Regions from separate parts of the Hordeum vulgare genome. Here region 2 is linked to region 1. Evidence: chromatin contacts called from public Hi-C data. All regions are on one chromosome and are shown on one strand. The core of a region is the stretch at or near the end of the contact, and the rest is flanking DNA. Distances in the headings are between cores, read along the strand shown. Region 1 holds the start of LOC123434168 (aquaporin NIP3-1). Region 2 has its middle 68 kb from the start of LOC123398970.

Region 1 (5,468 bases), core at 2,199-4,698:
AGCCTAAGATCGTCATGGTAAGGCAGGGCTCCATGTAGGTCGCCATGTACGCTTGCTCTGCTCGCGCGAGCTTGCAATTCCAGTCAGTCACCTCTTCCGTCTGAAAACAGAGAGGCGTCCAGACTTTCCCTGCCGGGCCTCATGATGGTGGCAGCGGAGTGAATGATGAAATGACGAGGACATTGGCAATTTGGCATGCAGCTGCAGATCTCGGCCTTTTATACATCCGTTATTATACATACAGTACATGCTACGAACCAGAGATGAGATCGAGCAGAAAGAAACCAGGCGTGATGGTGTGCGCGATCGATTGGCATCGGAGTGAGCCATTCCTCGCCGCACATTTCGTTCTCAGGGGTGCCACCGAGGGGCCCTTGGTGCTGCAGTCCAAGGCCTGAGTGGACTTTGGCAGCACTGCTACTTTCAGCCAGGGTCTGGTTGCAGGGCAAGTTCAGCAGGGGAAATGATGATCCAGGTAGCTGCAGGCGTGGGAGCAGCTATTTCTTCGCGTGCGGCCCCATCTCATGGCTGACGGACCATTTCAATTTCCATGGAAAAGCAAAAGCAACGCTTACACATGGATCTAGTGCTTTCGCTTTTTTCTCTGACGATCAAGGCTACTCCTACATGCATTGATCGATACACTGCAGCCAGAAGGCTGCCAAACACGCCCTAAGAATGATCACGTCTGGAGACTGTATCTTGGTCAATCCACACTGGCAATTAAAAAAATATATCAAGTGATTGCTGTCTAGTCTGCAATGCTCCGTCGGGAATTCTATGTCGTCGCGGAAGCAGTGCTCCATCAGGCGTCGAATGAATGACTAGAGCAGCGGCGGGTTCGTCGTGCTGTTTCAGCGAGGGGCTTATTCAGACTGAACCAACCAATGGTTCAGAGCAAAAGCAGCCATATAGATAGCTTACTGTAGGAACAGTTGGTCCACTGTCATCACGCCCATGGATTGATCCATCCATCCGTGTAGTGCAGGTCACACAAAGGCGCTACTAGGAGCTAAGCTACGACTTGCCCTCTCAGCTCCCGCTAGCTAGCCCCTTGACTAGAGCACGAAACGACGGGAAAAGCAGCGGCGTGCGAGAGGTTTTGCTTGCCCCTCGCCGTGAGATGACATGCGAATCCGTCTGTTTATCCGCTGCCCGGGTAATTCCGCGCCGGGCGCACGGCATTCCGCCAGTACCGTCCCGCCCTAGGGCGTCGAGTGTGAGTGAGCAGTAGCTAGTGAAGGAAGGCATCGTCTGAAACGTGTGCTGCCGACCATACCGTGGCCATTTGCGTCAGGAAACTGAGCCGAGCGTGCACAAGAATGTAATGCTCCATCACCGCTGCAGCTGCGGCCCATCTGATTTCCTTCAAGGGCGCTGCGCTTTTTGCTTCAGATGCTTCTGCACACTGAACTATTCCCGAAGCGTAAAGCGCGCGTGGGTTAGTGGGCGAAACTATACACCGGCGGGATCGTGAGATCTGCAGCATAAAACTTTATTCCGCGGACAATTGTCGGTCCACGGTGCAAGCACAATCTTTTAATCGCGGTGTCAGCAGCTAAGCTAATTAACCTAGGTTATGTTCTTCAGAGAAAAGCCGCTTTGTCTAATCGGGGCATCGCTTGACGTGGCCCGCTGAGCATTTTAGGAAGAGGCATTTGTGATTAATTAGCCACAGAATGATTGGTGATATCGTCGCGCAGAAATTAATGTTTGGGGTAGCACTCATGCAAGCTGTCCGGTCGAGAAGGACACCGGTTGGTGTACAGTTTGCTGCACACTCTCTGTTGTTCAGATATCAAACCGGGGAGGTTTGTTTCGGCCGTTCATCGGTCTCCCTGTATTCGTCAGTCATCATTCATTGCAACGGATTCAAGCTCCCATCACTGGATTCGTTGATCTCAACGGGTTAATCACATTATCCACATGGAACGGATGTGGAGTGTTGATGCCACTGTCAAGAAGTTAATGTGTACATGGCCATTTGTCCATTCATTTCATAATGCTATTTCTGGCCCTTCTATAGTCAGAGCATGATTAACAAGGTAACCAAACACCTGCTTGAACAAGTGGAGATTGTGGAGGTAGGTGACATCCGTGGTTCTGCCAAAACCACATATGCTACTAGTAATCCAGCATGAACACGTGTACAGTCGTGCTGCAAAACCAACACAGCGCATGACATGATTAATTTTAACTTGTGGACATGACATGATTGAGGTCTTAATTCTCAGTGCTGCAGGTGCAGGACATGACGGCACTGACCGAGACGATGGACTTCTACTCTACTTAAGTGCTAATAACTGCATCAGCTCTCAAAGCATCTAAAAGTCAAGGACAATGGGCTCGATGTGCTAAGGGCAAGTGGGCAACTTCAAATCCAAACGGACAACGGCAAGTGGACAATGGATCATCCGTCGGCTTGTTCGTGTCCGTTTTTTTAAATGAATCATCACATGCATTCAACGATAAGCAAGTGAGCAGCAGCATTATGACAGTAAAATAATAGAAGAGAGATGTGTGAGGGTGGGCCACCAAATTAAAATAAATAAGCAAAGATGGCTGGTTGACTATGTGACAAGTGGGTCAGGCCGGATACATACGGACAACGTAGGCACAGAAAATGTCCGCTTTGTGTTTGTTAGCGACCCAAATGTAACTCAAATTTACGTCAGAAATGAATCCGCGTGTACACAAAGCGAGCGTAAAATGGAAATGAGTCTTTACGTTGCGCCATCACTGTTATCTGTATCGACCTATACGGACGAAATGAGTCCTCCCGTTTGGGTTTCTCTAAGTCATCGAGTGTATAGTATGATCAGGAAGGAATCTTCGGGTTCAGAAATCAGAAGAGTGAAAGATCACCTGATCGCGCGTCCCCGTGCATACATGGCCGACACCGAGTGATATCATATTGTACTCTTTCCTCGATCAAACTGCACACGCATGGTTCCAAACACCGGGTGATATCATGCAATAATTTAACAAGAGCTCCATTTGACCGGGGTTCTGATTAAACAATGAGCAATGATCAATGTCGCGCCAGCACAATAACAGAGCAAAATGCCAGTACGTTGATTGAAACGACTCTTTTCGTGTCGGCTTAACGCCGCATTGTTTGATCGATGAAGAACGACAGCTTCAGAAACTTAGCTAAGATATTCTCTTTAGTTTGGCATTTATCTCGCTTAAAGTTACTATCTGATGAAGCGCCCGCTCCACTCCACTATTTGTTCTGCTTGTCTTGAACTAATGCTACGATCATCACTGGTTTAATCCAGGGTTTTCCTGATGACGCGATCTCGATGCCCTCCATGTCCTGTGGTTAGCCGGCGTGCATTATTGAAGAGCAGTTGGCGTTGGGAGAGAAAGATGCCTCGAGAAGTGGAGGAAGCCATTGACCTCGATCCGTGGCCTCATGTGCTCCCCCAGCTGGGCTTGCTATATAGACAGCTCCGTCGACACCCACTCCATCCCTCCCATCCCGCTGCTCCTTCCTCCTCGCCTTCGACCGCCATTGACACCACCTGCATTCCCACTTCCCGTTCTTGTTCCTGCAACCCGAATGCGCTCTAATTCTTCCTCAGCTCCAATCCCAGAGTGAACAATCCTGTTCTTGAGATAGAGCTGGGCACCATTCCGCTTCCGATTCCTTAGCCAAACCCTGAGAAAAAACCTACGAATCATGTAGAGCACGCCACCTCCAGCATCGGCCCAGATCCAACCCAGAAAGAAAACCACAAAAAAAAAATCAGTCACTTCCCTCCTAGCCAGTTAGTTTCAAAAGGCTGCAGGGCTGCATATCTAGTAGGCTGGACTCACCCGCACCGAGTCCTTAGCGGAAAATCTAGAAAAGCCTCCGGATCATGTAAATCTGCCCGCTTGCCACCCAGCCAAAAAAACCAACAAAAAAGAAAGTTGACAGAAGCTCCAATCATGCATCGCTAGTCGTAGCCATCAGTCGCGGTCCTGTGATCCTGCTGGAGATAATCCGCCCGTCGCCGTAGCATCATCATGCCAGCAAAAACCGTCAAATCATGTAGTTCGTGAGCCTCCTATTTCCGTTCCACCGCCGCATTCGATCGTCTCCAAAAAAAGAGTGGGAGAAGAAGGGTTGGTGGTTTAGCAGAGTCCAGAGTGGTGTGATGGAGGCGGCGGCTGGTGCTGGGGCTGGGGCGGAGACGCCGAACCCGTCGGCGCCGGCGACGCCGGGGACGCCGGCGCCGCTGTTCGCGGGGCCGCGGGTGGACTCGCTGTCGTACGAGCGCAAGTCGATGCCGCGGTGCAGGTGCCTGCCGGTGGAGGCGTGGATGTCGCCCAACGCCTGCGTCGTGGAGATCCCCTCGCCGGACGTCTCGCTCCCCCGCAAGGTACATGCACGTGCACACATTGCCACGCCCATATTCGGCCTCGTCTCTCTGCAAACGTCTTGTTTTTTTTTTTTTTACTCTTCTGTTGGCCCTGCTAGGCTTTCTTTTACTCTTCTGTTGGTGTACCGCAACGCTACAAAAGTTCGTGTCTGGCTCTACGAAGTCATGACTCGTGAACATGCTTTTAGGAATCTTTTCTTCTTAGAGCCCTGCACGTCGTTTTGTTTAGAAATTCAGTGGAGATGGCGCGAAAATAGTGAGCTTAAGCACTGATGACCAGTGGAGAAAAAAGGTGGGAAATACGCATCATGCGTACGCAGGTCAGCCGCACGAATTTTTGGCCTGGCTCGGCGGTGCCCGCCCTACAGGCCACGGCCCCTGGTCGAGAGACATGCTTGTAGACTCCGTGACGACGTACCATTCAGCGTTCAGTCCACAAACCCAAACGCATCACCCAACCAGCAACGGTTCAAAGTAGTATTGTAATAATATTCCCTCACAACCCGCATAGCCACCTCTCTAGTAAAGTCTAGGCGGAATAATTTGCTGAGATCAGGAATGCACGAGAAATTCACTTTGGCTTGCTTAGAGGTGTAGATACACCCATTTTCTAAATACACATTTTAATTTGTTAAAGAAATGAGAAAAAATCCAACGTGTACATCAGGACATTAAATGTCCGAATTCTATGGGTTGTGTGAAAAAGACAATTTTCGATGCATGTAACGTTTTTTTACCATTATTCATGAGACATTTTTTTAATCTTTTATACATGCCATAAAAAAATTCTTTCTTTGTCATTTATTTTTGTGCGAACATGTAATGCCTGGATGTACACACAAAATTATTGTTTGTAAATTTTTAACATTTTGAAATGTGTTTTTTATATATATTTCATAATTGTGTACACTTGTGAGCCAAAACATCACCTTCGGAATGCACCAGTTATACAAATAGAAAAAGTACATAGCGGATTTGACGCAAAATAATCCAATCTATTCTAACGTTTCAAAATTAAGTCCAGTGGCTGGAAATTATGCCTTGATTGAAGATTTAACGTTTAAAATCACCATACTCCATGATTTTTCAAAGAAAAGT
Region 2 (5,468 bases), core at 1,210-3,709, 290 kb after region 1:
CCCTCAATACCTCGAGCATGTGTGTCTTTTGTTCTCGCCTTTTCTTCCACATCAAGAGTACCAATGAGATCCGGAACGGAAAACTCCTGCCTCTTATGCTTGAGTAAGGTAGCAAAGTTCCTCCACGAAGGAGGAAGTTTATTGATGATGCCTCCGGCAACAAACTTGTCTGGTAGCATACAATTGAAGTGCTCAAGTTCTCTAGCAAATGACTGTATCTCGTGAGCTTGCTCAACCATGGAGCGCTCTTCAGTCATCCTCTAGTTATAGAATTTGTCCATGATGTACAGCTCAGTGCCAGCATCCGACACCCCAAACTTGGCCTCGAGTGCATCCCACATATCTTTTCCATTATCAATTGACGCATACGCATCAACTATGTTCTCACCAAGAACACTCAAGAGAGCAGCCTTAAACAAGGTATCCATTTTCTGGAAAGCTTGTTCCTGTTGAGTATCATAATCTCCTTCAGGTTTGCCAAGTGTGGCATCAAAGCAGCTCATGGTTTGAAACCATAGAACGACTCTCACTCGCCACCTCTTATAGTGGATACCCTCAAATATAAGAGGTCTCATGGAAGCAGCAAAACCACTCGGAGTAAATTGCATATAATAAGGTTTTTGGATTGTTGGAAATATGAGTGATTTACCAAGTGATTTTACTAGCAGAAATAATAGATAAATCACAACTACCATAGCAATTATAAGATAAAGCATGTGATAATAGAGAGAGTATGCAATAAGCATATGACAAGATGAGCGGGAACAGAACATATCTAGAAAAGAGACTACAACAAAAAGTTGCGGTAGGAACTCAAACAAAAGGAACACAAACACGTACTGAGTTGCAGTAGCAGCAACAGTGGAGTTGGTGTTGGCGTTGTCGTTGGCCATGATGCCGAAGAGGTGGTCCACGTCGGGGAAGAAGTCGTCGTCCGGGAAGTGATCGTCTGTGTCCGTGATGAAAGCCAGTAGTCGCGCTGAGAGCTCCCCAAAAACCTTATCGCCCTTCTCCCGTACAGGATCCAAAGAGACGGGGTTTCGGAGATCTATTGTCCTTACCTACAGTGCACGCTGCAAACCGGGATAGGGAAGAACGTAGCAGCAGCACAGAGTTTGGAACCGGTGGCAAGAGGAAGTTCTGATGCGTCTCTCGAGAGAGGAGCGACCTCTATCTTATAGGCGCACGAGAAGGAGGCAAGAGGCCAGTGACGGGAGCTGGAGAGAACGATGGAGATGAAACGAACAGACAACAGCCAAAGGGTGCAGCGTTTGTGTTCAATGTCTACTACAGCAAAAAAACGTTCAACTTTCGAGTGACCTTTCGTATACCAGTCGTGCGTGGCAAAAAATTAGTTCGGCTCGGAATTCATTCCCGCAACCCGCGACACGTCGTGACGAGGCGAGGTGGGTGGCGGAAGAGGAGGAGCGCGCGTGTATGTCTCTCTTGTTCTCATGCTCATACATGTTTGGAAACATCCTCCCTTATAAGGAGGTTCAACATCCACTAAACTAGCAATGTGGGACTAAACTTTTCCACCTCTTGCCTTGCACAAATGGGTTGCGTGGGCCTCTAGGATTTATTAGGAATTTCTGAAATGATATATTGGGATGGCCCAAAAGTAGATAGAATTCCAGCATCTTTCCTATCCCCCTCACACCGTGTATCTCTCTCTTTCTCTAGATTAAGAGGATGTCGTCACCACCGAGCAAAACGCCGCACCCATCGCCAGATCCATCAACGCCACACCAGGATGGTCGGCGTAGCACCACATCGACATCGGACCATGGACCCCGCCGCTCTGTCCCCCGCCCACAAGGCCGCGCAGGACTCTAGCACCGGCGATAGCCCCAATGGGCTTCCAAGATGATGCGCGACCCGTCACGGGGGAGGGGTTGTCCCCGAGGAGCATGGAACCGGTGAATCCGTCGGTCAGGAGCTGGGCAGCGCCCTCCATCATCGCCGTCGTTTGGGGAAAGACGTGGTCCCGGTCGATGCGGTGTGGGGCAGGCGGCACGGGGGAGGAGGTGGTGGCGGGATGGAGGTGGAGATGACCTGGGCGACGTCCTCCATCATCGCCGTCGTTTGGGGAAGGACGCGGTCCCGGTCGACGCGGTGTGGGGCCGGCGACACGGGGCACGAGGTGGCGGCGGGATGGAGGTCAAGATGGGATCGAGGAGGAATGGTCGTGTTGGGCGATGTTTTTTCTCTCCTGTGTACCGGTTCGGGGCTGACTTATGACGGGACTGCTGGTTGATTTCTCGTAAACATAGGGAATGTTTTGCGAAACTACCACGACGGTGAACGGACAGAAGGAGTAGCCGCTTTAGTATTAGGTAAGGACTAAAAAGAAACTGTTATACCCGTCTATAATTAATTCCTCGTTCATGTGTGGGCCTGTTTTTTCCTTTGATTTCTATGATCACGGACATGTTAAGACCCAAAGCCCATATGATGCGAACCCTTATCCAACTTGGCGCCTGCACGGTTACTTTGTTGGGCCAATTTTGAAGCTGGCCCATTCCACTAAACGCAGCACCGTGAAAAATCATTAATAACGCAAAAATCGGCTCTCGTGAGTTGCCCAACCACTAGACCAAACAGCCTTTAGTAAATCATTAGGGCGCACACTATTTAAGAAGTAAGTATAGCCACACAATTTATTGCATATATAAAGTAGAAAATTGTGATTTTAAAAAAATTGAAGAAAATTTGAAAGTTTACATAACCCAAAAAACCAATAATTCAAATAATTTTCATGAGTTAAAAAAATTCAACGATTTCAAAAAGGTTCAAAGTTGAAAAAGTTCATCAATTTTGAAAAAAGTTCATCGTTTTGCAAAGATACATTCAATTTATAAAAAGGTTCATAAGTTATAAAAATACTACATCTGTTTTCAATAATAAGTTCATCAATTTTGAATAAAAGTTCTTCGTTCTTTGAAAAAAATCAATTTTGAAAAAAGTTCATCAATTTTGGAAAAAATCATCAATTATCAATTAAAGTTCATCGATATTGAATAAAATTTCTTCGTTCTTAAAAAAAGTTTATGGATTTTTGAAAAAAGTTCATCATTTTGGAGAAAAGTTTAAAAACCTGAAAAAGGTTCATGATTTTTGTTCATAAAATTTGAAAAAAAATCATAGATTTGAAACAACTCTCATCAATTTTGCAAAAAGGTCATAGAAATTAGAAAAAAGATCATAAATTTAAAAAATACAACACATTTAAAAAAGTTCGTCTGTTTGTAAAATAGTTCATCCAATTTGAAAAAAAGATTAGTTAATTTGGGGGAAAAAGTTCATCAATTTTTCAAAAAATAAATTAAATATGAAAAAAATTCAACTACTTTGAAAAACGTTCATCAATTTGAAGAAAAAGTTCACAAATTATAAAAAAAGACAATCATCGTGACTGGAAGAAGAAAAATTAAAAAAGAAATGAAAAACGCAAAAACAAAAATGAAAAACAGAAAAGAAAAAAGTAAATAATAAAAGATGCAAACCAATGTTACTCATCAGGTGAGGCGAGGTAGCGCGGTGGTTACTGCCTATTAACTTGATCTAGAGTTCGATACCTCGCACCGCTGCTCATTTTTGTGTCTTTATATCAGAAAAAAAAGTCAAGATTTGTCGGCCCAAATTGCACTATAACGGGTGCGTGTCGCGCCAAAGAGGATTTGCACTATATGACGCCTTTGATTTTCTATTAAACTTCAAAATAGAGTGCAAACGACGATTTCTGTTAAACTTCAAAAGAGAGTGCATTCGGCGTGACTAGAATTCACGACGTCTTTGTTTAGAGTGACCGCAGTAATCAACTAGAACATCTTAAGAGCATCTTTAATAGATGATGTATATTTTAATATTTTATAAATTGGTGATGGTCCACATTTCGAGCATTAAAAAATAATTTTTACATCTCTGGACAAGGTTTAACTACAACGGATGGTCTAAAACAGAGATGTAAAAAAAAAAAAAAAAACTTCAACAGATGGTCCAGAACGTAGATGCAAAACCAGTTGGTGGCCGCGCGGTTGTTGTTCAGACACTGTACAACCACACATATTACAAAAAAAATCTAAAAACAACATAAAAAAATTATACATGTCCACAATATCAAATTACTACACAGTTCTTCAAATTTACGAGAACAGATGCAACACAAATACAACATATTTTTGCACAATACAACATAATTTTTCACAAACAAATAATGAATGTATGCGGCTCTTTCGGCCTGCCATTTCCAATGCTCTTTCATCAAATCTTTCTTGAATTGATCATGCACATCATAGTCTCTAATTTCGTTGTACACCTTCATGAAACGTCTGATGCGCTGTTTTTCGCATAGGGTTAACAGAAATGCCCATCAAGTGATAGAAATTGTAATATAAATGTTGTCCATGATCGTTCTCAATGATCATATTGTGCATAATCACGCAAGTAGTCATGATGGACCAAAGAATCTTATGATCCGAGAATCTAGATGGTCCTCGCACAATAGAAGATTGAGATGGAAAAATCCCAAAAGCCCTCTCAACATATTTTCTAACGACCGCTTGTGCATTGTGAAGACAAGTTCTTTCTTACCTTCGGGTTCTGCAACCGGCTTGACAAATCTTCTCTACCTTGGGTAGATCCCATCTGCAAGATAGTACCCATAGTTATATGTGCGTTCATTTGCTTCCAAGGTCACTCGTGGTGCTTCTCCATTTGCTAACTTGGCAAACAAAGGTGACCGGTCGAGCACGTTGATGTTATTGCAAGATCCAGACATCTCAAAATATGCATGCCAAATCCATGTTTCATGATCGGCAATTGCCTCAAGAATGATAGTGGCATCCTTCGCACGACCCTTGAATTGTCCATGCCATGCTTTTGGGCAGTTTTTTTGTTTCCAATGCATGCAATCCATACACCCGAGCATACCTGGAAACCCTCGAGCTTTGTCCATCTCCAAAAGCCTCTCAGTGTCCTCGGTATTGGGTGCTCTCAAGTATTATGGACCAAACACTTCTACCATAGTCATTGCAAATTGCTTAACATAGAAGATAGCAGTGTTCTCTGCCATCGCCAAGTTGTCATCAATGTAATTTGCCGGAACACCATATGCCATCATGCGCAAAGCGGCAGTGACCTTCTGTTCAATGTTATGGCCAAGCAACCCAGCACAGTTCATTCTCTGCTTGAAGGCTGGATTGTGCTGCTTCACGGAATTGCAAATGGGGATGAACAAGTCTTTCGACATTGTGAAACGGCGTCGGAACTAATTCTACGGGAAAACATGTGGTGATCCAAAGTAGTTGTGCATCCACCGTTTGTGCGCATCAATTTGTTCTCTCTAAATGAACGCACTACCTTAGACAACACCATCGTGCTTTGGCTTCTTCCCCTTGTGCATGACCACTAGCATAGCAATGTCCTCTTCTTCATGCAAATCAAGTTCCTCGCATGATGAATCATCC

The links. A called contact is a pair of places that touch in the nucleus more often than the background predicts.
Region 2: a contact with region 1 is called in a Hi-C map of leaf, with 5 times the contacts expected there. The contact joins the enhancer-like site here to the promoter of LOC123434168 in region 1. A contact is called at or near these places in 2 of 6 Hi-C or Micro-C datasets (leaf and seedling).

Annotation. Positions count from the first base shown.
Region 1 is chr1H:329,636,658-329,642,125 of MorexV3_pseudomolecules_assembly, forward strand. It overlaps LOC123434168 (aquaporin NIP3-1), which reads left to right and starts at 3,449. Exons shown (of 4, transcript XM_045115496.1): 1 at 3,449-4,370. The coding sequence starts at 4,146.
Region 2 is chr1H:329,929,467-329,934,934 of MorexV3_pseudomolecules_assembly, forward strand. No RefSeq gene overlaps it. Among protein-coding and RNA genes, the nearest start is that of LOC123398970, 68 kb to the left of the region's middle. Within about 2 kb of position 2,460, at least 1 of the 3 cell types and tissues checked has open chromatin away from gene starts, as enhancers often do. A contact at or near this core is called in leaf, where this site is marked.